Linked DNA regions of Mus musculus: all the other regions are linked to region 4. A link is a contact called in public Hi-C and promoter capture Hi-C data. All regions are on one chromosome and are shown on one strand. Each heading gives the region's core, a stretch centred on a gene start, on an enhancer-like site or on the middle of the called end of the contact. The rest is flanking DNA. Distances are from core to core; before and after follow the strand shown. Region 1 holds the start of Czib (CXXC motif containing zinc binding protein). Region 2 holds the start of Lrp8 (low density lipoprotein receptor-related protein 8, apolipoprotein e receptor). Region 3 holds the start of Cc2d1b (coiled-coil and C2 domain containing 1B). Region 4 holds the start of Pars2 (prolyl-tRNA synthetase (mitochondrial)(putative)). Region 5 holds the start of 1700047F07Rik (a long non-coding RNA gene).

What was found. Promoter capture Hi-C pulls out the DNA fragments that hold promoters and counts their contacts. Hi-C and Micro-C count contacts between places; a contact is called where the count stands out from the background. Capture Hi-C pulls out chosen DNA fragments and counts their contacts.
Region 1: a promoter capture Hi-C map of pre-B cells shows a contact between it and region 4, with 4 times the contacts expected there. The contact joins the promoter of Czib here to the promoter of Pars2 in region 4. A contact is called at or near these places in 3 of 39 promoter capture datasets (hippocampal neurons, liver and pre-B cells) and 1 of 9 other capture datasets (adipose tissue).
Region 2: a Hi-C map of B cells shows a contact between it and region 4, with 7 read pairs. The contact joins the promoter of Lrp8 here to the promoter of Pars2 in region 4. A contact is called at or near these places in 1 of 39 promoter capture datasets (stem cell-derived epiblast-like cells) and 1 of 484 Hi-C or Micro-C datasets (B cells).
Region 3: a contact with region 4 is called in a promoter capture Hi-C map of liver, with 3 times the contacts expected there. The contact joins the promoter of Cc2d1b here to the promoter of Pars2 in region 4.
Region 5: a contact with region 4 is called in a promoter capture Hi-C map of embryonic stem cells, with 2.8 times the contacts expected there. The contact joins the promoter of 1700047F07Rik here to the promoter of Pars2 in region 4. A contact is called at or near these places in 5 of 39 promoter capture datasets (cranial neural crest, embryonic stem cells, hippocampal neurons and 2 more) and 3 of 115 datasets of contacts at active chromatin or transcription factors (embryonic stem cells and large pre-B cells).

The regions. Positions count from the first base shown.
Region 1 is chr4:107,887,154-107,892,672 of GRCm38.p6, forward strand. Czib (CXXC motif containing zinc binding protein) reads left to right here and starts at 2,673. Exons shown (of 8, transcript NM_001347160.1): 1 at 2,673-2,743; 2 at 2,966-3,049; 3 at 4,312-4,368; 4 at 4,802-4,883; 5 at 5,069-5,100. The coding sequence starts at 2,738. Magoh (mago homolog, exon junction complex core component) reads left to right here. Exons shown (of 5, transcript NM_001282737.1): 5 at 24-271. The coding sequence ends at 123.
Region 2 is chr4:107,798,893-107,804,717 of GRCm38.p6, forward strand. It overlaps Lrp8 (low density lipoprotein receptor-related protein 8, apolipoprotein e receptor), which reads left to right and starts at 3,367. Exons shown (of 20, transcript NM_053073.3): 1 at 3,367-3,626; 2 at 4,359-4,478. The coding sequence starts at 3,521. It overlaps Lrp8os3 (low density lipoprotein receptor-related protein 8, apolipoprotein e receptor, opposite strand 3), which reads right to left and starts at 3,172. Exons shown (of 2, transcript NR_168096.1): 1 at 2,872-3,172.
Region 3 is chr4:108,616,923-108,622,423 of GRCm38.p6, forward strand. Cc2d1b (coiled-coil and C2 domain containing 1B) reads left to right here and starts at 3,034. Exons shown (of 25, transcript NM_177045.3): 1 at 3,034-3,151; 2 at 4,590-4,672. The coding sequence starts at 4,607. It overlaps Gm12743 (a long non-coding RNA gene), which reads right to left and starts at 2,933. Exons shown (of 3, transcript XR_003955254.1): 1 at 2,844-2,933.
Region 4 is chr4:106,646,139-106,652,377 of GRCm38.p6, forward strand. It overlaps Pars2 (prolyl-tRNA synthetase (mitochondrial)(putative)), which reads left to right and starts at 4,931. Exons shown (of 2, transcript NM_172272.2): 1 at 4,931-4,993.
Region 5 is chr4:107,687,668-107,693,853 of GRCm38.p6, forward strand. 1700047F07Rik (a long non-coding RNA gene) reads left to right here and starts at 1,933. Exons shown (of 4, transcript XR_867984.2): 1 at 1,933-2,071. It also overlaps a transcript of Dmrtb1 not described here and the pseudogene Gm12899.

The DNA of each region.
Region 1 (5,519 bases), core at 1,423-3,922, 1.2 Mb after region 4:
TTTGGTTTTCTTTTGTGTTTTAGGGATCCGGAAGGCTTGCGAGTATTTTATTATCTTGTCCAGGACCTGAAGTGTTTAGTCTTCAGTCTGATTGGATTACACTTCAAGATTAAACCAATCTAGATATTGGATATTGTGGACACAAGGCGGGTGGGAGTTTTTAGTTACCATAATTAGGATTTTTTTTCTGTATATTGGGGCAATTTTTATAAACAATAAATGATGATCTTTAATAAATGCGATAACATCTTTTTTTGTTATTTTTCTAAACACCTGAATATGTGAATTCTCAGTCTGTAAGATACAAACATTCTGTGGGAGACTTGACAAAGCAAAGAAAAAAACAAACCTAAGCAACTAAGAACTGCCATTTACAGGAAATGATGGGGAAAGGTTTAAAAATTCAGTGAGGGCCAAGGAGATGGTTCTGGCAGGAAAAGCTTTAATGCATAAACTTGACCACTACCCACAGCCCTGGGACCTATGCTGGGCCTGGACTAAGCCACCCAGGAGCAGAAAGCGATCCTGTCTGAGCAAGGTGGAAGGCAAGAACTGACTCAGAACTTCCACCCCTTTGCTGTGCCATGGGTGTGCGCTAGCACACACACTGCTGAATATTTTTTTCAATACATTGAAGTTGAGAACCCCATTAGCAATATTCTAGGACAAGGTACCTGGGTTTTGTTTTGACCACGCCTCCCCTCCCTTTCCTGTCCAGGATGACTTTGAACTTGGGATCTGTCTCCCAAGTGCTGGGATTTTAGGCAGGTGCCACCACACATAGTTCAACCTGGATTTTTAAGTTTCAAGGGAAATGGAAACCCTGAAGATTTACAAGATGACTAATTGCTGGAGTTATAGCTCAGTAGTAAAACACCTGACTAGCATTCATAGCTTCTTGGGCATAAAATTTTATTGTGGTTGGGCATTTATTTTTTATTTATGTATATGGGTACATTGTAGCTATCTTCAGACACACCAGAAGAGGGCATCAGATCCCATTACAGATGGTTGTGAGCCACCATGTGGTTACTGGGAATTGAACTCATGACTTGTAGAAGAGCAGTCAGTGCTCTTAACCACTGAGCCATCTCTCCAGCCAATGGCTGGGCTTTTTAACATATCCTTTATTTCCGTATGAAGGAAAACTGTTCAATAGGTAGATTGGCAGGAACTTTCTCTTGCCATTACTTAAATTTCATGGCTTGCTGAAAATAGCTGATTAGATGGCATCAGAAGGAATGGGACTTGATAGGGTTCATTGGTCTGAAGGGACACGAGCCTAAATACATATCCTTAGAGACATTCCATTCTGAGACAAGGTCCCAAGCATCCTCAAGACTTTTCATACTCCGTTAGGGATATCATTAATATGTGACATGTCAGGATGCCAGACTTCTGAGACACTTAAAGACCAGTCTGGTGGTGTCCAACAGGCAGGGGGATGGCTCAGCGGTTAAGAGAACTTGCTGCTGTAGTAGATGACCTCATTTCTGTTCCTAACATCCATAGGGTGGCTCTATCAGTGTGTCACAGAGTGTTGCGGCCGGCTCACATGTCTGGGTTCTAGCCTGGGAGGCATCTTGGAATCTGGAAGAGAAGAGGGAGCTAGGCGGCGGGAGAGAGAATGGAACCAAGACAACTAGTCTGCTCAAGGTTCAATTTTACTATTCCCAGGCACTGGTTTATGAAGAAGGGGAAGGAACCCATTCCCGCCAAATCATCCTTGGAGTCCAGTTTCAGGTGACAACTTGATTAACTCCGGAACTGCTAGGCGGCAGGCAGTAGCAGTGGGAGTGGTAGAACGATAAGGTGGCAGGCTCCAACCCCCCCCCCCATGCTCTCTTCGTGCTATCAGTGAAACCTGTTCAGCCAGGTTTCAGGCTGAGGGGGGGGAGGGTACAAGAGGGTTATTTATGGTGCCCTCTTTTAGCCTTGGTGGGAGCTGCATGCATGTGGAGCACATACATACTACCTGCCAAAACCAAAATAAAATTTAAAAAGACTGGGCCATAAAAGTGGGAGCCAAGCATGGTGACACACGCCTTTAATCCCAGCATTCGAGAGGCAGAGGCAGGTGGATCTCTTTTGAGTTCGAGGCCAGCCAGGTCTACAAAGCGAGTCTAGGAGAGCCAGGGCTATAATTACACAGAGAAACCCTGTCTCTAAAAAATAAAAATGGGGCATGTTTTCGAATGTTGGTGCTCCCAGCTCCTGCAGTGTCGGTTAAATATATGACTAAGGTGGGGGAAAGTCAGCTCTGTTCAGGCATAGCTACCACGAGGACATGGACACAGGGCAACCCTGTGGGAAAAGTCGCAGCATCAAATCGTGTACATCCAGTGGGCAGTTTAGAGGGCGACTACCCATCATCTGGGAGGCTGCAGCGTAATCTGAGCCTCAGGACCACAGGTAGTGAGAAGTCGGATAGAGAACCGAGAGCCTAGAGAGGTCTGGCAGAGGTTTCCAGCCCGACTATCTTGCCTGCTCAGTGAAGGCACAGATTGAGAATCAGGAACCATCTCTGGCATTTGCGTTTACATCGGTTCCAGCAAACCTACCGAAAACAGCCGAGCCCGGCAGGTTAAGGAGGGACAAGCTAGAAAACGCCAGCCTACAGTACCACTCACTAACGCCCCGCTCCCCGCCCACCCGCACTGAGGCTGCGCGGCGACGCCGGCCTTTTACGACGGGTCGGAAAGCAGCTGTCGCAGCGACTTAACGTGGACCGGCAGCTATGGGGGTAAGGAGAGGCTAGTCGCCATTGGGGCATCCCGTCTGGTAGTAGCCCAGTGAGAGATGGGTCCGAGGCGGCGAGGGGCTCAGAGTGGCGAGCTCAGAGCAGGAGAGAATGGAAGGCGTGAGGCTCGGGTGGCGGGGCTTGAGTCGGGAGGGGCGGGGTGGGGCGTGGCACGCAGCTGAGCGGACGAGGCCTTGCACTCAGCGTGTCCCGCCCTCTTCTCAGAAAATCGCACTGCAGCTCAAAGCCACGCTGGAGAACGTCACGAACCTTCGGCCAGTGGGCGAGGACTTCCGGTGGTACCTGAAGGTGCGACGGAAGGCGGGTTCCTCTAGGGAAGGGAGGAGCATCCGGAGGCAGTGGGGCATCTTAGGGCTCAGGGCCCAGCCTTGATCACAGTGTTGAACTGGGAGCTTTTCTAAAAGTTCCACCGGGTCTGAGGTGCTTAACCAGGCATCTAAGTGAGATCTTCAGGATGGAATTTTAGATTTTATTTTTATTGATTAAACGTTAGTCTTATGTAATCTAGGCTGGCCTTGCGCTCTTTATGTAGCGAGGGATGACTTTGAACTCCTGATCTTCTTACTAGGATTACAGATGTTCGGCCTCCTCACACGGTGGAGTTTTGTGGTTTTATCCCTCTTCTGTTCTGGCGGGTATATCTGAATTTGGGGCCTCACGCTAGCACTCTCCTGATGTGAAATCCTTCCAGCTCTTAGTTTATAAACATACACGGAACAAAATATCATTTGAAGGGACCCTGTGCTTACTTAATATAGTGAATAAACCCACCTTGTTTTATTTGCTGGCTTTACTTATTGGGAAAGTTGGCCACCCTTTGACCTCACACAGTGCTAGTAAACTGGGTAGGTACCCTGCCCTAGAGGCCCAAACAGTGTGACACCCTTCATCGTCCCAGGCTGTGCTTTATTCTCCTAGTCTATCTCAGTGCCTCACATACCCAACCAAAGCCATAACTGATCACTCTTATTCCGCCACCCCCGCCCCAGCACTAGACAAGTGCAACACCATCGCACCCACAGCTCCTATTTCAAAATGTTTGGAGCAGGAGTTCCAGGGCCCATCTGAAGAACTTTGACTTGAAGAAACACAGAATAACAAAGGAGAGAGAAACAGAAACAAAATGACAACCCGTTAACCCCAGACTCAGGACCCCTAAGCACAGAACCAACCAGCAGAGTTGCTGGGGGCTTGAGACAACCTGGAGTCCCCAGCCAAATGGCACAGATTCTAGAGGAGGGCAGGGGTGCCAACATCAGAAACACCTTGTTCTTACTTGGAGATAAATCGGCTCATGTCCCTATTGGATGCTGTAAGAATCCCCTAGAAGATAGGATGGGTCTAGAGGCACTCACTTGTATCCCAGTACTTGGAAAGCAGAGGCAGGAAGATCTCAGGTTCAAACACATTTGGGCTACACAGTGAGAGTGCATCTAAGATAAATTAAGAGAAGGCAGTAGGCTATGAGCTGGCCTTACACCGTGCTTCCCCTTCCCCTGTGTCTAAGGAAGCTACCTGCTCAACTAATAATACTCTTTTCCTTCCCCAAGATGAAATGTGGCAACTGTGGTGAGATTTCAGAGAAGTGGCAATACATCCGGCTGATGGTAATGGTCCCTACCACATGCTCCTGGGCAGAAAATTGGGGAAATTGGATTTCATCTTTCTTTCCTTTAGCCACTTGGGGGGGGGGGCACGGCAGGTGTTGAGAGAGCACCAATGTGACCCTCGCAGGGAACAACAGACATCTTTGAGGCAGAGTTCAAAATCAAGAGGGACTTTTTTTCTCAACCAGGGGAAGACTCCTTAGGCTTCTGCCCCACCCAGGGGATTGAATCCAGGGCTTTGCATATCTCTACTACTACTCTACTGAGCATGCTCTACTACTGAGCTCTCCTCAACCCTCTTGTCACTTGTCAGCAAGTGACTCACTTCTGTGGTCTTAGTCTGTTCCACTGGATGAGGTGGTGGGATGAGATCTCTCTGGGACCCTTACGTCTAGCTGTTACATGACTAGAAATTCTGTTTGCTTCTTGTCAGGACAGCGTGGCGCTGAAAGGAGGCCGAGGCAGTGCCTCCATGGTCCAGAAGTGCAAGCTATGTGCACGGGAAAACTCTATTGGTAGGTCGGGTGCTGCCTACCAGGCTCTTCCAGGGTGACTGGAAGCAGGCTTGTGTTGTCAAGGGGTGGACCTAGGTGTGAAATACTAAAACCTGTGCAGGTCTCTCTCTTTCCCAGGCTGTGTCTGGGCACCTGAGTGGAGTCTGGGTAGAGATTCAAGTCAACTTTTCCTTTTTATATTTCAGACATTTTGAGCAGCACCATCAAGGCTTACAACGTAAGTTTCCTGCTGTAGTGTCAGGGATGGTGGGATTAAATCTGAACTGATGGCTAGGAGTGGGGTCGAGAGTAGCTGCATCAGAGTGGCCTGCCCCTGGACATGGTCCCATGTATTTAACTCTTTGTTTTGCTTAAGACTAGGTCTCACTAGGTAGCCCAGGCTTGGCTCAAACTCATACTCCTGTTTCAGCCTCCTGAATGCTGAGAGGCCAGGTACTTGACACCACGTCTCCTGCGTATTTACTCTCTCATGCACCAACTCAGTGCTCACTTGCTCCGTATCTTTTGTCCACCATATCCACATCATCCACTGGGTAATACTGCAGTTTCCTCCTAAAAGTACACAGGATGACAGTCTGGGCAGTCTGAGCCCAGGGGTGAGGTAGGCAGGGCTCCTGGCTATCCACCTCCCAAGAG
Region 2 (5,825 bases), core at 2,117-4,616, 1.2 Mb after region 4:
TGTATGCTTGTATGTGTGTGCACTCCCATGTGTTCTATGGCACACTTGTGGAAGCCAAAGGATAACTTGAGGGAGTCGGTTCTCTACTTCTACCATGAGTCCCAGAGCTGAAACTCAGGTTTTCAAATTTTGTGTCAAGCACCTTTACCCACTCAGCCACCTCACAGGACCAGATGCCCACTTTATAGAAGAGAAAATTAACAGATAGTCCAAGAAACTTCCTTGAGGTCACACATATATCGAGTGGTTTAACCCGTGAAGTTCATAGCATGGATTAGACCGTCTCTTTTATAAGACCCCATCAAGGAGAATGGGCAACAGGCCCACAGCATACCAAAGGAGACTGAGGCTGCACTTCTGCAAAGTGAAGGCAGGGGACGGAGAGAAAGCTCCATGCCCTCAGCTCAGCTGGGCCCCTGCTCTCTGACCTTGTTTGTGTGAGAGACATGGGGTAGAAACCTGATGTCCCTGAACAACCCATTCTCTGGGTTGCTCATCCTCTTGTGACTTCATCACTGTCTATCCAGAGCTGTCTTGGTCCTTAGACCAGAGAGCCCTAAGGGCAGGAATGGAGTTTTGTCATTTATGACCCCCCACAGCTGAGCAAGCTTTCTGGTCCTGGGGCAAACTTGTGGGGCCACACCACTCTTTAACAAGCCACCAGTGGAGACAAAGCAGGGACTAGGAAGCCCTTCTGATCTGAGGCCTCTGCACAGAAGTGGATCTAACAGTAGTTCAGAGAGATTGGCCCTCAGGGCCATGGGAAACTTCTCCAGAAGTTTCTGTAGAGAGAGTAGAAGCTTTTTACAGAGGCCTAGGGCTGGACAGATCCAGCCCAGGTGAATGTCCCACGAAGAGGGTACAGGTCGGAAGAGGTCTGAAACCCAGCTCTCAGGGGCAGGTGAGGAGCAGGCTGGTGTGAGGAGCAGGCCCGTGGGCCTGCTGTGGAGGCCTCCCAGACTGGTTTTTGAAAACTCTCTGTACCATAGACAGGCCTTGAACTTGTGCTCCTCCTACTGTAGTCCCCCTAGTAGCTCAAATTTTGAGCTACTGCCCACTGAGCTATATTCCCAGGCTGGGCAATTTGTATTTTTTGAGGTTTGGGGTTATCAGAGGTTTTTGAGGAGGGTGTTTTGGATAATAGTAACAGTAACTAATGTTCATTAGGCATCTACTGTGCTCTGGACATGACTCTCATGCAACCACATGTAATCTAAACCTCACCTCAGCCTGTGTGGTGAGCACTGCGACCCCCCCCCCCATGCCATCTTTTATACGGAGAACCTGAACCACGGAAGTGGAAGCAACCATGTCCATATAGTCAGGGAAGGAAGGGCAGGCCCAGACCCAAAGGCCAATGCTCTTATCCTTTTGAGCTGTAGCCTAAACTTTACCCCATGCAAACATCTTAGCACAGAAGGAACCATCAAGACTGCCTAGTTCCCAGCTTCCCTGAGGCCCGATAATGGGACTGAGTTTCCCAGGAGTGCAGAGCAGAAGCCATGTGAGGCTGGACAGGTGAATCTGGGTTGCAGGAGGGGGTCCATCCTAACCTTCGAGGGTGTCGCAGTGGGTATCATTGTGCTTGGGACAAAATCCAAACTCCTTACTGTGGCCTACAAAGCTATCCTGTGATTGGGCCTTGTGGACTCCCCAAAGCTCCTCCCCACCACCATGCGCTTACTTCTCCCATCACTAGTTTACCACGATGGGATGTGTCTCCATTGCTCTTCCCTCTGCCAAGAATAGCATGCGTTTGACCGTCATGTGGTCAGGCTCCTCGCTGTCAGTGAAACATGATCGCCTCTCTAACTTACCTCCGTGCTCTCATGTTGTTTATTTTCTCATCACAACTATGATGCTGTGATAGTGTGATAGAACTCTTTTTTTTTTTCTTCTTCTGTATTTCTCTCTTCTAACTAATATGTAACATCGGGAGGTTGGGGAAGTACCTTATTTACGATGCTGCAGCCTTGGGCACAACACACACAGCACATGCTGTGTAAGATTTCTTCTGTTGATGGTCTGTCTTCCCCTCACTGTGGCCAGGACTTCCAGACCCATGGAGCCTTAACGTGACCAAAGGATGATGCACTTGTGGTTTCCCAAGGTCTGTGGTTGCCATAGCTATTGTCATGGGCTACCCTTTGCGGGGGAAGATATGAGACTGAGAGGACTGTTGACCTAGCGGGGCTGTGCACCCATCCAGCTTGGCATAGGAATCACAGCTTCCACGATTGCTTGCTTGCTTTCTCTCTCTTTCCCTTTCTTTCTTTCTTTCTTTCTTTCTTTCTTTCTTTCTTTCTTTCTTTCTTTCTCTCTCTCTCTCTCTCTCTCTCTCTTTCTCTCTTTCTCTCTTTCTCTCTTTCTCTCTTTCTTTCTTTCTTTCTTTCTTTCTTTCTTTCTTTCTTTCTTTCTTTCTTTCTTTCTTTCTTTCTTTCTTTCTTCCTTTTTTTTTTTCTGAAGAGAGAGGGCCTATTTAACACTGGGCCTTGGCACCCTCGCGCGGGCCTGGTTTACAACCCGTGCCCAAGAATCACACTCTGAGATTGTTGTGCTGCTGGGCCAGGCTCACCGGCAGGTGGCTGAAATCCAGTCTAAGCGTTGCCCTTCTGACAAGGAAGAGTAGGGGAGGTGGGGTCGCACTGCTAGAGGAGGGGCCTTCTTTGTGCAGAGGCTAGTGGAGCCCAGAGACACTAGATGTGCTGCCTCTGGCGGCAAGGATGACACATCTGGGCCTCCACAGTCCTTGCCCTTCTCTGCAGCAGCAAGGGTTACCTTGCCATGTCTTCAGGGCCCTTGATCTGCTCCTCTGCGGGGTCCAACAGAGAAGGATGAATATGGATAACAGTCTGTGCACCAGACACTCACCTCTCTCAGGATCACACAGTGATAATCACAGATGCACACGGTCGCAGAAAGCGACTCATCTAATCTGAAGCTATGACAGGTCTTGCCCAGCACCCCTAGATTCTCCCTGGCAATGCTTTCAGCCTTCCCGCGCTCTGCGCGTTCACTGCAACGGCTTGTGAGTCTCCTTCTCCCGAGCTCGGGCTCTCCTCCATACGCCTCCTTCTCTCACCCTCTTGCCACCTCCACGGGGAAACCAGGGGGGCCAGAGCCTAGCCGGGCTCGTCCTAGCGTCTACAGCTCTTAGCACCTGCGCGCACACAGAGCAGGATCATGGGGCTCGGACCGAGAGAGGAGGGGACAAGGACAGGCGGGGGAGGAGAAGAGGCGGCGGCGGGAGGAGCGTGGGGCGGAGGCGGCGGCGGGAGGGAGCGCGCGCGCCGGCGGCGGCTGCCCAGGGCCGGGGCCGCGCGCCCAGCCTGAGCCCGCCCCGCCGCCGAGCGTCACCGAACCTGCTTGAAATGCAGCCGGGGAGCCGGGGCGGGCGGCAGCGGTGGTGGTGGCGGCGGCGGCAGCGGCAGCCCCGGCGCCGCGGCAAGGACTTGGCGGGCTGAGGCGCGGCGGCGGCGCGGGGGTCTCGGGGCGCGGCGGCCGGAGCCCCGGGCCCGCTATGGGCCGCCCAGAACTGGGCGCGCTCCGGCCGCTGGCGCTGTTGCTGTTGCTGCTGCTGCAGCTTCAGCATCTCTCCGCAGCGGATCCGCTGCCGGGCGGCCAAGGTGCGTACGGCGCTTCCCGGGCCGGCTCGCAGCCGCCAACCAACAAAGCGCGGCCGGCGGTGGGGGTTGCTGTACGGCGAGGTCCCGATAGAGAGGCTCCGGGGACCCTAGCTCCCTGGATTTGCCTTGGACCTCCTCCCCGCTACCCCCACGGTTTTGGTTACCGAAGCTCTACCCCAGCTCCGGGCACCCTCTTAATGGGGGATGGGCGCCGGGCACCCCCCCCCCGGCCCGTGAACTTTGCGGGGGGTAGTCCTTCAGGGTCTGGGGTTTGGTTTAATTTGACACGCGCGCTCCATAGCGGCGATGAGCGAAGTGGTACAGTCTTTTCTGACAATGCGTTTCCGGGGACCCCTGTGGGCCGAGGAGACTGACAGGTTGTGAAGGGACTGAGCCCCTGCACCGGGTGCGTGTCGCCAGTGTGCGGGGCTTCCCGCAGACTAGGTTTGTGTGGACCTGACTTGGCGTTGTGTGTAAGGGTGAATGTGTCTGAAGGCGGGGTATAGCCACGGGCCGTTAAGCGCTTGTCGGGTCTCGCTGTGCCATCAGTCGGTCCTGCAGTGGAGGACCCGTGGCATCCTGTCCTTTCTCGGAATTAAGGTGCTTGGAGATCCAGAGCTCACCGATATCTCCCCCTTTCCCATACCCGCTGGACTTCTCGGCAGCCAGGGCTGCAGGGTGGGGAGCGGGCTCCTGTGCAGTGACCCAGCTCACCGCCCCCAACCCCCGCAGGGCCAGTCAAGGAGTGTGAAGAGGACCAGTTTCGGTGTCGGAACGAGCGCTGCATTCCCTTGGTGTGGAGATGCGATGAGGACAACGACTGCTCGGACAACAGCGACGAGGACGACTGCCGTGAGTCGCGGCGACCAGGGGAGGGGAAACGGGGGGGGGGGGGGATCATGCTCCGCTGCGCACGTGGCTGCATCCGTCATGGGGCCACCTGCCCCAGGCTGGCGGCCTTGTTCTGGGATGGGTGGCTCAGCTGTCGGCGGGAGCTGGGTGGCAGGCGTGTCCTGCTTAGGGTGGAGCCCAGCGCGGCTTGCTGAAGCTACTAGCCCGAGACTGTGGGCGTGGACGCGGCAGCCCCTGCACACCTCTTAGCTCTATGGATCGGATCCCCAATCTGGGCCTCACTGGGAGCGCGCACTTCAAAGTTCCACGCAGCTCGGGCCACGAGGGGCTTTTCCTTGCTCGGTTTTATGAATGAATGGGCTCCCCGGGGCCACTGATTGGCTGCGCAAGGACCACCCCATAGGCCTGTGGCCGGAGCGGCCAATCCTGGGGCTGACGGTGTGCTGTAAAGGGCTCTAGGCCCTGCCCTGGCCCGCCCCGGCCGCACCCCCGCGCGCATCCTCCGGGTGGTAGGCTCAGGTCCTGGTCACAGTCTGCTGCCTTTCTGCCGAGTCACCCTTCAGAGAGCGTTTTCCTCCTGCCAGCCTAGTCTGGGTGTGAGTCATGGGGCCAACAGCAAGGAGGGGCTCAGGAGGAAGAGTGTGTTTCCTGGAAGCCACCGGAGCAACGGCAGTGAAGGCAGGCCAAATGCTAACCCCACTGCCTTTGCTGAGCGTGGCCTTTGTACACCCTGTGCAACCGGTGGAAGTTCCCCCTTGTGCGGGCGCGTGAGGGGTGTCTTTGGGGCCAGCGGCAATGGAGTCAGCAGGCGTTCTCTGCTGTGAAAGGAATTTAGTTCCTGGTACCAAGAACCTACACTCTTCTAGCCACGTCTTCCTAGGAGGCCTTTCAGTTGTCATTACAGAGGCCTGCTGTCTGCCTGCCGATGTTAGGTGTACAGGATCAGGCCGGCCGGCTCTGCAGTGTCGGAACACAGTGACAGAATGTGGAGGACACCAGGTGGGCACACACCAAGCATTCAGGAACGGGAGGCTGAGCAACAACTCGGGAGCAGTCTGTTAAGTCCTTGAGGCTTCCTGGTTTAACATTTTTTTGGGGTGGGGTACATTTGTAAAGCATGTATGTGAAGATAAGAGTAAAACTTTCGGGAGTCAATTCTCTCCTACTTTGTTGGGTCTCTGCCTCCAACTTAGCATCCTCCAGCTTGTCTGCGATGCCTCCACCCGCCCAGCCGTCTTATTGGTTCTCATGGAGCTCACAGGCAAGCAGAGATCTTCCTTGAGTTCTTTTGACTGTTCACTTGCTGGTCAGCCTGGCAGTTCTCTCTGGTCTAGCTTAGACCAGACT
Region 3 (5,501 bases), core at 1,784-4,283, 2.0 Mb after region 4:
TATTTATGCCCATCAATAGATGCAATGTGATATATATACATACACACACACATACATACATATATATGGGAGGTAAAGAAAAATGATATTAGGAAATTTGCAGGAAAATGGATGGATCTATAAAATATATTAAGTGAAGTGTTAATATTGCATGTTGTCTCATGTGGATGCTAGCTTTCAAATTAATTACTCATATTCCATAGTGAAACTATCTCACAACAAAAGCAAAGAAAAAACAAGTCCCAAAACAGAAAACTTCAACAAAAATAACTCATAAGTTGGGGAGTGGGGGTATGGCTCAGAGTAAGAGCTCTTGCTCTGTAAGCATAAGGATGTGAATTTAAACCCCCAGGATCTACATACAAAGCCGGGCATACAGTGGCTGAGGAGGTGGCTCAGTGGTTAGAGACACTTGCAGCTCCTGCAGAGGGCCCAGGTCCAATCCCCAGACCCATGTGGCAGCTTTAACTCTGGCTTCAGGGGATCTGATTCCTCTTGGCCTCCATGGGCACTTCGAATATATGGTGCTTACATAAATGCGACCAAACACTTAGAAACACACACAAATAAAAATACAAAACAAAAACGGAGGCTGCAGAGATGCTTCAGCACATAGGGTAGCTCACAAGACACTAACATTGTTAGTTTTCTTGAGACAGGGATTTTCTATATAGCCCTGGCTGTCCTAGAACTCTCTCTGTAGACCAGGCTGGCCTTAAACTCAGAGATCCATATGCCTCCACCTCCCAAGTACTGATTAAAGGTGTGCGTCCCCGTCCCCCCCCCCCCACACACACCCTTTTATATATATACATACACATTTAAAAGGAGGGAGATCTGATGTTCTCTTCTGGTGTGCAGGTATACATGTAGACAGAGCACATTAAAACCAACAAACAGGTTGGGGATTTAGCTCAGTGGTAGAGCACTTGCCCAGTATGTGAGAGGCCCTGGGCTCAGTCCTCAGCTCTTGGGGGGTAGAAAAAACAACAAACAAATAACAGCTGGGCATGACTTCATGAGTTTGTAACCCCAGCATTGGGGAGAAGCGACTGGGGATTCCAAGAGCTCACTATCAGCAAGACTAAGCTGAAACAGCTTCCAGTTCAGTGAGAGACCTTATGTCAAGGGAATAAGGTGAGGATGGAAAGCTGCAGATGAAAATGCGAGGTCCTAAATGAGCATGACATACAAAACATGCTCACAAGCACAACTCCAAACCCATTTTTCTATCATCTGAGCACGACAATAGCCTCCAGGAAAACTATGTGTAGAGACGTAAGAAAACAGTGTAGGGCTGGAGAGATGGCTCAACGGGTAAGAGCACTGACTGCTCTTCCGAAAGTCCTGAGTTCAAATCTCAGCAACCACATGGTGGCTCACAACCATCTGCAATGAGATCTAATGCCCTCTTCTGGTGTGTCTGAAGACAGCTACAGTGCACTCACATATAATTAATTAATTAATTTTTTAAAAGGCTTGTGCTAGCATACCCATTGTTTAAAAAAAGAAAAAGAGAACAGTGTAAAGTTTATTTTGACATAATTGGCACAATGGTGATTCTTTGCCATTATCCACTTACATGTGGTGAGTTTTTTTTTTTTTTTCCTTCTGCACTGGTCCCTCTGGCCATTATCCACTCTTAACCCTCCTTGTTCTATTATTATAAACTATCTCCTAAATTATACTCTGGCTCATTTGAGTCTGTTATGTGGGAAACACAAGATCTGGGAGCCTGTGGCAGGCCGGAGTGAGAGTCCAGTAAGAGGACAGATCCCCACTGAAAAGGAACTGTTGCAGAATGGGAGATGAAGTCAGTGGCCACATCTCCTGTTAATTTACATACACGGGTATGACTAGGTCTGGGAGGTAGCTGGACTGGCAGGGTGCTTCTAGCAGGAACAAATCTCTGTGTCTCATCGACAGCACCTCAGAAGTCCCAGAGGTGTAATGCCTGCACTAGGAGATGCAGACAGGAGGATCACAAATTCCATGTCATCCTTCACTACAAATCAAATTCAAGGTCAGGATTGAGTACACGAAAGTTTCAAACAAACCAGCCAGGTGGTGGTGGTGCACTCTTTAAGCCCAGCACTCAGGAGGTAGAGGCAGGTGGGTCTGTGTGACCTTGAAAACAATCAAATGAAAAAACCCAAAGCTGTAGGAATCACTATCTACTGTGTATTATTTGTGTGTGTTAATTTGAATGTCGGAGTGCAGGCAGGCCTGCATCTGTGTAGGGTCAGAAGACAACTTCTGGAAGTTGCCTTAGTAAGGCAGTTTATGAGTCAGAGTTCTTACTATGTAGCCCTGGCTGGCCTAAACTAGACCAGCTGCAGGCAAACTAAAGGACTCTGCCTCTGCCTCCCGAGTGCTGAGATTTAATGCATGCGCCACCACGAGGGCTGCAGAACTGATCTATCAGAACTGAAGCCTGCAGTCTCTCCACGAAGTGAGACTACGCACGTGGTGTGGGGTATCTCGGGGTTTGGTCTATCTGCAGGTCAGTTCCATCAATCCCCATATAACAGGACTCCTTGAGGTAGAGGCGACCCTTCAGCTTGCAGGGATGCTCCGGCCTCAGTTAATCGAGGGCTTTGGTTCCTCTAATCTGAAGTTTTGTCCTGCCCTCTGACTAGAAAGGAGCTCTATTTCCCAGAGAGCTGGTTTTCCGTGCCTAAGCTGCACAGACTGGAGGAAGCCGCATCCTCCAGGATCTCAGCACAGGGACGCGGCTCGGCTGCCTATTGGTAGCCAGTAGGACGCGGAAGCGCCGGGGCGCGCGAAGAGAACCAGGTAAGAGGCCTCTCGGAGAAACTACGGCAGGAATGGGGCACGCCTACCGTGGGTGAAGGACGCAGCACGCCACACCTCACGACGCTGCCGCCAGCCGGTATCGCGTTACCTGCTCCAAGATGCCTGCGCGCAGCCGGCCCCACCCTCGGCGTCACCTGTGGGCGCGCCCCGCCCGCTTCCCCGCGCACATGCGCACGGCGACCCGCCGGCTGTGGTGTCACGTGCCGGGCGCCTGCCACCGCCTCCTGGGCGGGAGCTTCCTGTGGCTGTCTCCGCCGCGGCCGCCCGGGGGCCGCGGAAAGCTAGGCGGTTCCGGGCTCGAGAAGGCCCGGTTTTGGTTCGGATCCGCCGCGAGGTATGCCACGTGCCCGCTTCCCGGCGTGTGGACTCTGGGGGCGGCCGGGGAGATAGAGGCGGCTTGGGTCGGGCCGGGCGGAGCCTGGCATCGGGAGGGCCGCGACCGGCCTGCGGCAGCGGAGCATCTCATTCTCCCGAGCTCCTTCACTCCCGCACCCCACCCCGGCTGACGCTTCGCTGTTGACTGCAGTCCGAAATGTGACACTTGGAGTGGCTTACGCCTGTGCGCTCACACCAGGGAACCTCGCAGCCCTGTTGATTCCCGCTCCGGACGCGGGATCGTGTCTTGTTTCTTAATCCCCACGCCACCTCACGCTTCTTCATAGATTTGCAAGATGCTCAGGGCTGAGGTTTCCCGCCCTATATGATCTCCCACTTCCCTGGGCACCTTCTGCATCAACCCATAATGCTTCCCAGTGTCTAACGCCCAAGTGTCTTTAAAGCCTTAAAGCTGTTTCTCTTTCTCCCCTAGTTCATGCCTTCATTTCTAGCCTTACGGTTTGGTTTATGCCTCCGTGGTGCTGGGCGTTTCTTCTCCTTGTGTAGGCCAAGCCAGTTCTCACCTCAGAACTGGTGTCAGTTCGTTTGATTTGCTTGGAGTTCTGCTATTCCCCAGTGTGCAAACTTCATGACTCAGCACAGGCATCGTCCTCTCCTAGATGTCTTTTCTATGTCCTCGATAAGGGGCTGCCTCTTGCACCCATTGTCCCTGCAGCTGCTCTGTGGTCGTTGTCTGCCCATGGGTCTGTTTCCTTGAAGCCTGAGGTAGGAGCAAATGAGTTCCTTCCAGTGCTGGACAGGTGGTGCTACAGTACCCGCTGACCACTTGTGACACCTTTCAGAGGATCTGAATACTGAATCAGGTGCAGAGTGCCCACGGGAACTGATGATGAGAACGATCCATGCCTGTGCTGCCCAGTGGTACCCATTAATCAGATTCACCTACTGAGCACTTGAAATCTGTCTGGTATGACTGAGGAGCTGAATTTTTAATTTAAATGTAAATAGACACATTATTTGCAGAACAGACAGCCTGTCCTGGAACTCACTCTGTAGACCAGGCTGGCCTCGAACTCAGAAATCCGCCTGCCTCTGCCTCCCGAGTGCTGGGATTAAAGGCGTGTGCCACCACGCCCGGCGACAGCACTGCTTTTAAAAGCCTTTCCAAACCATTGTACCTCAAATTGCTTCCATAAGTCTGCCTTCCATGGTCACCAGTCAGTTCAGAAATTGTGTTTCCACCCCCACCCCCCATATCCCTCTGTTGACAGTGGTCCCCTGCCTTCCGTCCCCTACCTCTCCTTGCCTCTGTGCTATTAATTATAAAGTGGTGTTTTAGCCCGTGGGAGTAAGTTCCCTAACCACGGGTACCACTGTTGGGGGCCATATATCATCATCTATTCCAGTCTGAGTCTCTTCAACTTTACACCTGATAGGTATCTAGCCTGCCAAGATGCCAGGGCCAAGACCTCGGAAGGGCCCTAAGACCAGTGGCCAGGGTGCTGAGACTGCCAAGCAGGTATGGATGTGGTCTCCTTCACCCCGGGTCCACATGGAGTATGGATCTCTAAACATTTGTGGCTAAAGAAATGGCTCAGTGGTTAAGAGTGCGAGCTGCTTGCTACTTAGTGGCTTACGACCACAGCCACCTCCAGTTCTAGGGGATCCAACGCCCTCTTTTGGCCTCCATCGGCACTGCAGCCACATGCTGTACATACATATATATGGGAACAACTATCATACACATTTATTTTAAAAAACTGAAAAATCAAAACAACAATAACAACAGCAACAGAACCAGTTAAGGTTGGGTTGACTATGAGTAGTCAAAATAATGGACATAGAAAATAAGGTGGAAAGGGGAAGATGGGTTAGTGTTTCCTAGATGTATGATCAGGTTTTGCGTGTGAATTCTGTGAGTGGGTTGGAGTGATGGTTGCAAAACAATGGGAATGTATAATGTTCCTTAGCTTCACACTTGAACATAGGTAGGACAGCAGATTTCATGCTATGTGTTTACTACAATTAAATCTGGGGGGCTGGAGAGATGGCTTAGCTGCTCTTCCAGAGGTCCCGAATGGTGGCTTCCGACCATTTGTAAATACAGTTCCAGGGGAATCCAACACCCTCACACAGACAGACATGCAGGCAAAACACCAGGCACAGAAAATAAAAATAGGTCATTTAAAAAAGATTAAATGTGGTACATCATCCCACTACTAAGGAGGCAGAAGCACGAAGATTGTGAGTTCAAGGCCAGCTTAGGTTATACACTGAAAGCACGCCTCAAATTGCTCCCTTCTCCCCACAACAGAAGATCGGCTACATGTATGGTAGTATCTCTCAAG
Region 4 (6,239 bases), core at 3,681-6,180:
ATTGCTGTAGCTCCTGTTCTATGGCGAGGAAGGGAGGGGAAGGATGGGGGGGGGGGAATGAACCACCAAACTGCAAAGGCCTCTACTATGTTAAATGGTGACAAGTCCTAGAGAGAAAACAGAAGAGAAAGGGGAGCATTCTGGCTATGCTGTGGGTGGACTGCAACGGGGAAGAGGATGTCATGGCTGACAAGGGGACAGTTAAACAAAGGCCTGAGGAAGTGGAGGAGGGAATCCTGTGAGTGGGAGTGGAGCTGTCAGAGGAAAACAACAGGCAAAGTCATATGGGAGTGTTAACTATAGGTAAGAGTCCATTAAACACTGGGTACGGTGCTGTTCAACTTCCCTCCACTCAGAATCACACCTAATTACTTACAAGTAATTACCTAACTACAGAGATGAGCATACAAATGAACAGTCTGAATATATTTCTGCCACCACTCACACAGCGCTTTTAGTTTAAAGTTTTGTCTGATGCTTGAATGTCACATCTGAGGACATGACAAGGTACTGTGCCCTCCTCTTTGAAAGGCAATCTCCTCAGAAGCCCTAGGCCCCTGTGGCTAGAGAGTCTATCGGGACCTTCATCTTGCAAGTTCCACTCATGTTTAGAGTCCCTCTTGGTTCAAGGTCATGGGCTCTGAATGCAGGGATGTCTCTTGTGTCAGAGGAGCTTGCCATCTGAGGGGTAGACAAGCTGTCCCTTCCTCTATTCGTTGATATGTTAAGTCAAGCCTATGGCCCTTGGCAGTGCTGAGGATGCAGAGAAGAGCACACTAGGGCCTCCCTCAGGAGGATCTGAGCGTGCCCAGGGAAAGCCACTGAGGTGAGGACGCTCCCAGGCGTGTGGGACAAGGCAAGCTGCTCATTGCTTCCACTGGCAGGCAAACAAACAAACAAAAAAAGGTGAACTTTTCTAACTTGTGGGGCTAAACTAGCAATGTGCGCTATAAATCAAGGCATCCAGTAAGTTACTATTGATTGATTGAAATATCTCCCAGGAGGCTTGCTAGCATGACAGATCAGACCCTGGGTCTCTACCACCCTGGACTCATGACAGGGAGAAACTCTATTCTGACTGTGGCTGTCTGGCCAGGTCTCTGTTCCAGGCTGCAGAGGCTCCTGTGACTCATAGATCACTACAGCATGCTGGTCTGCCTCCCAAGGGACTCATGAGCTTTAATTAGTTACTGTTAGTAAGTGCTGTGAAGGTGTGCGATGGCACAAACATTGCAGGTCATTAGGCCGCTCCGGACCACTGGGCTCTTCAGCCTTGGAACTGCTAATTAAGAAGTAATTAATACCTCAGGGTACAAAGATACCTGAACTTTCCAGATTGGAGGGCTCATAGCCACGTGCGTGGGCAGAGGGAGAATAAAAGGGTCCCGTGGGCACATGGGTCCCAAGAAATTCTGAACACGATTTCTCTCCCGGTAGGAAGAATATTGCCCCAGTAAAACCTGTGGGACCCCAGACCCCAAGGAAAACCCTCACATAAAGCTGGGCTGCAGAGACCCAGAGTGTCTCTTAGAGACAGAAGAACTCAGGACCACTTAGCTCAGCCTGGCCATTCTAAGCAGGCTGACAGACATTACAGTCATGTGCTCTCTCTCTTGTGCAAGCCATGTCTTCCTCCACTCGAGGCTGCAATGATTCTATCAATCTACCACCCTTCCTCACCAGGTTGTCTAGTATCTTTCTTGTAGGCCAGTTGCTCTAACTCAGCATGGACTCAGAATCGTCTTACGGGAGACTCTGAGGAACTGATGCCTGGGCTCACCCCACTTCAGCAACCTTGCTTGCTTCAGGAGTGATGGACACGATGATTGCAGCACTGTCCTGGCCTGGGTATCAGGCACTGGCTCAGGGGAGCCTGCATGCCCAGAAGGAATGAAGATATTCTTACAGAGGCACTTGTGTTCCTCTCTTTGGCTATGGAAACAGTGCACCCCTAAGAAATTAGAATTCTTCCAGGCATTTCACACCAAGGGGAAGGAAAAGACTAAAGTCTGAGCCACCCAGAAGGCTGTCTCCTGGAAGTGGATTGCAATTTGTCAGCTCACCCTTCAGGTCAGGCTAGAGTGGAGACAGTGATGGACAGCTTTGATGCAGTCTAGGGGTCTTGGATTGATACAGTCTAGAGGTCCTGCCTGGGTTTCTTTTCTCTGCCGGTTAAAGAGTTAAAAGGCAGGAAAAATCTTAAGCTCAACAAGGGCATCTGAGAAACCTCAAGGACCTCAGCTAGAATTGGCAGCTGGAGACCAGCATTTACTGCTGAGGCAACAGGTATGTGCAGCAGACACACAGAGAGAAAGACCCTGTGCAAAGCAGAAGGGAGACTGGGGAAGCTGAAAAGCCAGACTCGGGTTAGCCTTTTAAAGCCTATAAAGAGGTTTCCTCCCTCAACCTAGGGTTGGTCGGTTTGAGGAAGGCAAGGATGGTTGATTAGCCAGGTGTTGTGTGACATGTCCTGAACAGGCCTGTGACTCGTTGAGTCAATTTAACACCATGTAGCCTGCTGGTGAGAGACAAAAGCCAACAAGGTCTTCATTTGTTTTGAGCTACTCAGCTTTTGCCTCAATTCAGGAAGCAGAGAATGAATGAAGCTGGCCATTTGGGAAGTTCAGCTAGCCAAGGCCCCTCCCGCTATCTGTCTGCTTCCCAGGGCGTCTAGCTCCTACTCCTAGCTTGTTGAAGACAGGCGGTCAGATCTGGCTTATTGAGGTTTGGGGGACCTGGGTTCTGGCCCTTTATAATTCTGGTAACACCAGGAGTTGTGAGAAATAATGATGCAGCCCCACCACCTACCTGTCACCCCTGTCATCTCACTCTGCTCCAGGCCTCTGAGTGTCTGGTCCCTCTGCCTGCCAGACCCATTCTTCTCCCAGGTAAAGACAATTTCCTCAGTAAAGCTCCCACTCTCCTGGACTCCTACAGGGCTTCCCTGAACCCCAGTGTTGCTGCAGATCACAGGCTGTTCGGGAAGCTCCGGGGGAGCTGAGAGCAGTTTGTGTCACTGTCACAGTTGTCTGGTCTTGCCAAGGGGTACAGCACTCTTAAGGCAGTTTAGAAAGTGTGGTTGTTGTTGAATAGGCTAACTGGAAGGCAGCTCCTCCTCAGGGCCCTCTCCACTCTGTTTCAAGCCTGCAACATTCTCCCTCAGACAGCTACACGGTCTCCTTCTTCAGGTCTTTGCTAAAATGCCACACTCATGGTGGCTTTCCGTGGGCACCCTATGCACCATTCAGCTCCCTACCCCATTTTTGTTTTGTTTTGTTTTTTTAAGTTAAATTGTCTTCAGAACATTTAACACCCTCTGACCGGCAACTTACTTTTTCTTTCTATGGATTTTTTTGTGGTAATTTTTAAAAATTAATTTTATCAAAATCCGGTTTTGTCTTGGTTTCTGAGTCTTTACTGCCCCACTTCCCTACTGTCTGCTTTTTATTTATTTGTTTGTTTGTTTGTTTTTGTCAGCTTGACACAGCTAGGGTCATCTGGGAAGAGGAACCTCAGTTAGGAAACTGTCCCCATGAGGCTCCACTGCAGGCCAGTCTTCTTGATTAATGACCGACATGGGAGGGCCCAGTGCATTGTGGGAGGTGCCACCCTTGCACATGTGCTCCAGGGTTGTACAAGAAGGCCGGCTGAGCAAGCCATGAGGAACAAGCCAGTAAGCGGTATTTCTCAGTGGTGTTTGCTTCAATTCCTGTCTCCAGGTTCCTGTCCTGAGACTTGACTCCTCGCTACCCACCCCCACCCCAGGGATGGACGGTAACTCATAAGCTAAAACAAACCCTTTCCTCCCCAAGTTGCTTTTGGTTGTTATCTTTCTCACAGCCACTGAAAGCAGACTAAGACACTTGGTCGGCTGAAGTTTGACTGTGTCAGCTTACAGGCCATCACTTCTAACATGAATGTTGGGAGCTGTTTTCCCCATTCTCTGCTTCCCCACAGCTGCAGCAGTAGCGTGTACTATGTAATTATTCATAAACTATTTTGTGAGGGCTGGGGAGACAGCTCATCAGGTAAAGTGGGTGCCATGAAACATGAAGAGGGGGTTCAGAGCCTCAGTGTATAAGGTAGAGATGGATGAGAAACACCTATGAAAGCTTTGGGCCTTCACACACTAGTTCACACGTGTATATGTGTTCCTACACACATACAAACATACCACATAACACACTTATGTAAACCATGTACATATACATCTTGTAAATGAAGAAAAGACCCAGCCTCATTGTATGTGTGTGTGAGTTTGTGTGGGAGTGGAGGTGGGTATCCTCAGTGGTCAGAAGGTTTTGGAGTTCCCTGGAGCTGGCGTTTCAGTGATTGTGGGTGCTGAGAACCGAACACTGGTTCTCTGAAGCACAGCAGTGGTTGTTAACCAGCACAGCAACGAATGTTTCAAGTCGCATCTTCAAGACTCAGGGACACTCGCCTTTGAGAAGCCACATCCGTGCTCTCCAGTTCCCCTGGTGCTTTTAAGCCTAGTGCTTCAGCCTATATTAAAATGTCTTTATTAAACCCCATCTCTGCTTCATAAAATTTTTTAAAAAGACTTCCTTGGCTATTGTAATACAGGTGACCTTATGCAAGTGTTTCATAGTTTTAAACTCATTTAAATTGTGGCTTGTTCAATCATAGCGTAGATTTGAAACATAGCTATTGTCAATGAACCTGCTCTCCACATAGACCGGGCCTAGCAGTGGGCGGTAAAAACAGGACTCAAATCCTTTAAAGTAAGGTTTGATCATAGAGTTGAACCTTGCTAATTCCTAGAGGGCACTTCCGGAATCTTGGCGGGAGAGCGAGGCTCTTTGGTTTGCTTTCCGGAAAACCTCTCCAGCCTCTCTCCAGAGCGTGGGACCGGAGCATCCCGCCCCCTCCCGTGAGTGCGGCTTTCCGATTGGTGAGAAACACAGGGGGCGAGGCTCCGGCCATGTCGGCGCAGGCGCACTGGCTTTGCGTGACTGAAGAGCGCCCGACTCAGGTATTGAGTTGCTGCTGGTGAGCATCGGTGGCCGCTGGACTTGGAGGGTGGCTAGGAAGGGCCCAGCGAATCTAGGGACAGTTTCTGGGCACGCGCACCCACGATCTGGTGTCTGCTGTCTCGCGTGCATCCTCTCAGTCGCCACAGGCTATTGGATAGTCGTGTGCTCGGTTGCAGTTCACCTTTCCCCATCTCCACCCCCGCTGTTTGAGAGCAACACTTCCGCCCTAGTTATCCTTGCGTGGCCCTTACTTAGAGGCACAGAGTTCCTAAAAGGGCCCATTTTGGACCGGTCCCGGGGATGACCTGGTGGCTCAGCCGCCTTAGGGTTCTAAAGAGGAATGAAGTGACCGCAGTACGCTCACTCCTCGTAAAGGCCAAGATAGAGCAGGGGTTGGAAGTTTCATCGCTGTTGTATGCTGCGCTGACGTTGGTGGTATTTGGAGGCAAATTCCCGCAATCCAGAATGGCCATGGGCCTTTTGATGTCACCTGACACAAATCAGAGCCTATGACCCTATGATCCATCTCAGAGCCTATGAATTGGGCATCATAATACACAAACCTTTAGGGCACTAGGCATTGCAAGCACACTGTGTGCAGTTTTCCTGACTGGATCGTGTGTGTGTTCATGTACTGTGTACCTGAAATAGGGCGAAGGCAGGGAAAAGGCCTCTTACAGGTGAGATCTGCGGTACACTCGAAAGGCAGCAAGAAACTGTCATTACCAATGCCTGTGTTAAGTTGAAAGTGTAAGGAATGCAAGGAGGCCAGTAGAGACTGTTTTAACAGTCACGGATGATGGTATCTTGAACTGAGGTGCAGGCTGGTCAGGTGGAGCAGGCTGGGCCAGAGGACTAAAAACTGTGACAGTACTGTGGAGCAGAGTAGATGAGGGCAGGTTTCTGGTTTGGCCAGAGGGTGCTTTGCAGGGTGATACTCAGATCTGCAGGGGCACCATTGTCTGAAGAGATTCTGCCTCACTAAGTTTCAAATAGCGTGTACTATGTTCTCCAAAGATGGGAGAATATATAGGTCAGAAATTCAACAGTTTGGACAGTGAAGATGCAAACTGACCAGGAATGTGTGGTGGGTGAGAGGAGCAGTTAAAACAATATTGACTTTTTTGTTGCGGCAGATTTTCATTTCCTCCGATGTCCTGGAACTCAGATGTGCAAACCTAGCTGATTCTCTTACCTCTGGCTCCCAAGTGCTGGGATTACAAATATGCCTCAGCGCCTAGCAAT
Region 5 (6,186 bases), core at 683-3,182, 1.0 Mb after region 4:
CCCTGTCTCAAAAACAAAACAAAACAAAAACTCAAAACAAAATCATCAACAACAGAACAAGCAAACAAACAGAGAACAATAGTCTAGCTTTGTCTCTGCCCTGCTCTAACACCTATGTATACCTCACATTTTAAAAACAGGCCCCTTAGATGGAGGGTAGACGATCTTTCTCCAGTACTCACCAATTCAAACTGTCTAAATTTTTCACTGACCTTGTTATTTAAAACTATACCTAAAAAATCAGTTTCAGGGGCTCTGGTGGCAAGAGCTAGCCAGGGCACTCGGAGGTCAGATGCCTATGACCATGCATCCTTTATGGGTGTGGGAACTAGTGGGGGTTTCTTCTCACACACCAGAAAAAAAAAAGCAGCCTTGGGGGTACATGAACCCTGGTGGCAGGAGTGAGCAGTCAGCTTTTTGTCCCCAGGTTCAGCTGCTGGGGGAATCCAAATGGCAGTTACCTCCCAAACCAGCAAACTACAGCAAGTTACAGCCTTCAGAGCCCCAGGTGACACGGCCCAGAAAGCCAGATGGAGTGTCCTTTGAAGAAGGTGACATTATCTACATTACTGACTCAAGCGTTATCAACTGATGGAAGGGCGGCAGGACTCAGCTAATTCCAAGCAGGGATGTGACCGAGCAGGCAGGATCCACTGACCACCAGCTGCACTGGGCAGCCTGAGCCAGAGGGGTGTTTGGCTAACCCAGCGGGTGTTAATGGCTTAGACAGAGCTGGAAGCACGGCTTTGTCTGGACTTGCCCTGGTCATCGCTAAGACAGAGTGAAAGTCCCGTTTACAAAGCCAAGCAGTGAGCAAAACAGACAGACGGGAGACAAGCAGTGAGCAGAACAGACAGACAGGAGACAAGGCTTTCATGCTGATGCCCACGACGGTTGCTCCTGGGAAAGGCAAGAACGGTCTTAAGAAATAACAGGAAAAAGCTGGTCCTGACCGTGGCCGTTGATGCTGCCTGCACATTGCTCTGGAAAGAGACAGGAGACAGAGTTGATTCAAACACTATGCAGTGCCCAGGACTACTTTTTAATTTTTAAAAAATGTGTGTGTGTGTATGTCTTTGTGTATGAACACGTGTGTGTGTGTGTGTGTGTGTGTGTGTGTGTGTGTGTGTGTGTGTAAGCTAATAGATACTGGATATCTTCCTCAATTACTAACCATCTTATTTTTTTTGAGACAGAGTCTCTCGATGAACCAGGAGCTAAGTGATTCAGCCAGACTAAATGGCCAGGAAGCAACAGGAATGAATATATATATATATATATATATATATATATATATATATATATATATGTATATATATATATATATATGTGTATTCCTGTTGAAGAATATTTGATCACATTGTGAACCCTGAGATTGTTATTTACTGAAAAAAAAATGTTTCTAGTTATGAAGTAGGTAGCCCTTAGCACACACCTTTAATCTCTCTGGCTGGAATACAGACACACCTTTAGCACACATCTTTAATCCCAAACAATGAAGGTCAGGTTAGTTTGTAGAAGGAAGCAGCCGTGTTTGAAAGTGATGTCTAATTGAGTGGCAGACAAAGTGGTGAACCAGAGAAAGGTATGAGAGAATAGGATACGCCCAACTCTCATGAGAAGAGAGAGGTAAGAGAAGCTGTTTAAGAGAGAGGAGTTTTAGAGAGAGAGGAAAGGAAGGAGGCAATTTTACTGGGGAGTTTTACAGAGACAGGCTGCAGAGAGAACAAGCTAGACATAGGTGAAGTCAGAATGAGCCATAGAATGAGAAGGAGCCAGAAGATTAGAACAGATTGCCTAAGTTAGTATGAGACCAAGCAAAGGAATTCAGGAGAGACAGAGATAGAGACAGGCAGAGAGAGAAACACACACACAGAGAAAACAGATTGAAACAGTCAAAGCTCAGGAAAAAAAAAAACCAACCTAGAAAGTGTGAGCTTATTCAGCAGCGAGTCTCAGAGGCTGAAAATATTCTAGACCTAGATAAGATTGTACAGAGGCTAGAAGCTTCCAGGACTAGCGTAGGTTAGCAGACAGAGGCAGCAAGCCTCGGAGACAACGATCACCTCAGGTGAGTAGAAGTTACTTTTATATCTTTCTCTTTGTCTCCTGAGCCCTGGTGTCACCGGCATGTGCCCTTGGTTTTACGCAGGTGCTGAGCATCTAAGCTCAGGTCTCTGTGTTTACATGGCAACCGCTTCACATGGCAACCGCTTCACTGAATGATCCACCTTCCCATCCCACCCCAGCAAGACTGTCCTGATGGAGAAGGTTGGATCCATTCCTTTCTGGAGATGCTGTGGGATCTGATTTCTTTTGCTTCAGCCATCCCAAAACCTTGTTTCCCACTGCAAGATCTGTGATAAAGTAATCTATGTGAGCATGGCAGCATCACACTGCGACTCCATGGGACATGTGAATGAATAGCACTCACTCTTAGTTTGCCAGAAGTGACAGGATGATTTTCTGTATAAAATAATTCCTGTTCACCAGAATAGATTGAAATGAAATTGTTTCTATTTGTCAAACTATAGAAATTTGAAGAATTCTTGTTCCTGTTTAAAAACATAAAAAAAAAATTTTTTTTTCTTAAAGTTCCCTACATCAAAGATTGGGATGTTTTGAATGGGTTTTTCAAGAGAGGAAATACTTGTTATAATAATAAACCAAAGTACTTAACAGAAAATTGTTAGTTATCCTGACAAAAAAATAAAGATTTTAAGAGTCTTTTGAATATCATAGTCTCAATAAGGGTTTTCAAATTTTCTGGGTGAAATTCTAGGTGCAGTGGGTGCTTGTCTAGTACATGTGAGATCCTAGGCCTAGTTCCCAGCACCAGAAAGGAGAAGACATGTTATATATACTTTATTTATAGTATTTTTATTGTGTTACATACATATTAAAGTCATTGAGTTGTTTGTTGTGGCAGATGCATGAGGGTTGCTGCAAGTCTGAGGCCAGCCTAGTCTACAGAGGCCAGCCTAATCTACATAGCATGTTCCATGCTACCCAGACCCTGACTCAAACCCCCCCCACACACACACACATACACACACACACAAAGTCTGGAGCATAAATTGCATCATTCCACAGCTTAGCAATACCACAGACTGAAAGGCTAGACTTTGCATTATCAAATTTAAGTTTGAACATCAGGTACCGGTGGACCATCAGGCCTGAGGCAATGTTTATTCAGATTCTACATCTGACCACTCAAGCTCTCTTCATGTCCTCATTAATAATTGAAGAGAAATGCTAGTCAACGTGAGTTCTTTTTGAGTTAACATATTTTAGTCTTGTTAAATACAAAATGCTTCTGTGTTCACTTCACAGCTGGAAGGGCAAAAGATACCCATGGCAATAGGAATTTGCATAGTGCTTGGGAAATATTAATAAACAACTGTATATCTTTTAAATCAGTAGTCACATGACAAGGTGCAGAAAGCCTGGGGTGATAGAATAAACAAACCGCAGACGTTTATCCCCTTCCAACCTCCATTTGTGTAGGCAAATTTCAACAGTGCTGTATTTATTTTATTCTTGGAAATTCAGGCAATTTGAAAGCTTTGTGTTTTTAGGTTGAGAGCTGATTGCGTCTCAGGCTGCTGTCTTTTAAAAGATAAAACACATTTCTTAAAAAGACACTGGCGTGATATAAGAGAGAGAAACTGGATGTCAAAAAAGGATGGGTTCTTGAGAACAAGGTGGGCCTATACTTGACAATATTTGTTCTACTCTGATAGTTTTGTCTATTTTTGAAAAAAATTAACTTGCATATATTCATTGTACAAAGTGATGGGTTTTATTACAATATCTTCATACATGTATGTAATCTATTTAGTTCATATTCAGTCTAAATACTCTCTCATCCCACCCACCCCTTTTCTCCTTCCTGATACTCCTTATTACATATACTTTTTTTAATTATAATTTTTCTTTTGAGATTATAATATTTTCATCCTCTTTCTTTTTTTTTTTCTTTTTTTCTCCACACCCTTTCATATACCACACAGCCTTGCTTTCTTTCAAATTCATGGCCTCTTTTTCTTTGTTGTTGTTTAGATGTATGTGCACACACATGCATGCATGTGTGTGTCTCCGTGTGTCTGTGTGTCTCTGTGTGTGTGTGTGTGTGTGTAAATCTCTGTGTCTGTGTGTCTGTGTGCATCTGTATGTGTGTCTGTGTATTCTCAAATATATAAATACAACCTTCTTAGCCCATGTAATGTGTGTGTGTGTTTTCAGAGCTGACAGTTTGGTCCTGGGTAACCACTTGGTGTGCTCTTCCCTAGGGAGGAGAGCATGTCTCCTGATTTCAGCATTTCTTAGTTGCCTGCATTTTTTTTTTGTCTAAGCTTTGTGAATGTCATATATTTTTTAATACATATATTTTAAATCTAGACTCTGCTTCTGAGGAGAGATGAGGTATTTGTCTGAGTCTGGCTTGTTTTGCTTAGTGATATCCTCTATCCAGTTCCGTGGTGTGGCAGTGGAGAAGGGTCTGCGCTGGTTAGTTTTATGTCAACTTAACACAAGCCAAAGTCATTGTGGAGAGAGCATCTCAACTGAGTAAATGCCCAAACCAAACTGGCCTATGGGCAAGCCTGGGGTACATTTTCTGGATTGATGATTGATGTGGGAGGGTCCATCCCCAGGCAGGTGGCCCTGGGTGCTATAAAAAAGCAGACTGAGCAAGCCATGAGGAGCAAGCCAGTAAGCAGCTTCCTCCCTGCTCTCTGCCTCAGGTTCCTGCCAAGGGCCTGTCCTGGCTTCCCTCGGTGGTGGGTTTGTAATATGTGGGGTGAAATAAACCCTTTCCTTGCAGTTTTGTCTTGTTTGTTGTTAGTTTGGGTCGTGATGTTTTATCCTAGCAATAGAAACCCTGACCAGGGCCAGAACAGCAATGAGCAAATGAAGGAAGGAAGAAGGGAGACAAGAGGGTAACAGAGAGACAAGAGAATACCACTCTTTACAGGTGGGGTTCAAGCCTAACTCTGTGTGTGAGACAGGTGTGAAAGGGCAGGGGACAAGAGGAGCAGCAGGGTGGGAAGGAGACACTGAAGGAAACGGGTGGATGTGAGCAAGAGTGCACTACAGAAATGTCTCCACCAATCCTTCTGTATGCTGACTAAACAAATTTAATTAGAAAATGGGAAAAGTTCATTGTATGTTCACCCACACACAAACACACACATGTGCACATACACACTCATGCATATGCATATATGTACATACACACTCACACATATACACACTCATACACACACACATCACGTTTTCTTTACCCATGCATCTGTTACTAGGCAGAGAACCTTCTCCCATCACCTGACTGTTGAGGACAGTGTTGCAACAATCACTAATTGCAGACACCTCTGCGGAAGGCTGACTTCGATCTCTGGGGCATTTACCCAGGGGTAGTGTGACTTGATCATTTGGCAATTCTATATTTAGTACTTCACATCCACTCGAAGTGACTGCAGTGCGCAGGGCTCCCATCCTCACCAGACTCTTGATCTTTCAAAATACTTTTTTATTTAGTGTGTGTGTGTATGTGTGTGTATGTGTGTGTATGTGTGTGTGTGTGTGTGTGTGCACTCGCGCGCGTGTGCGTGTATATGGGTGTGTATGAGGAGAGCATGCACACTCGTGTGCACACACGCATACATGCACATACCACAATGCATGTGTGGGGTCAGATTGACAATTTGTGGTAGTTCTTCTTACCATGTGGGCCAGAGAGTTAGGCTTTGTAGCAAATGCCTTTTCTCTCTGAACCATCTCGGCAGCCTGGTTTGGTTTCTCCGCTAGCTATTCTGACTTGATACAGTGAGATTTTAATGTCTTTTTGATTTGCATTCTTCTGATAGGTAAGGATGTTGAGCATTTTTTCACATATTTATTGGCTGTCTGTATCCTTTTGAAAACTGGTCATTTGCCCATTTACTGAGTGAATTATTTGGGGTTAATCCTTCGTACTCTGTATCTCCTGCTTAGAAGATTTTTGTTTAAGAAAATCTATCTCATCAACAGAGACAGTTACAAAATGACAAGTTCCAGTTGCTGAGACATCACTCTTTTGGCTCATTAACCACAAATTAACGGGGTGGCTTGGCCATCACATCTGACTCCCCACCTCAGATCTGGCTTCTTTTCTCCCAGGGTCCCTAGTCTCCTAGCGCTGTCTCT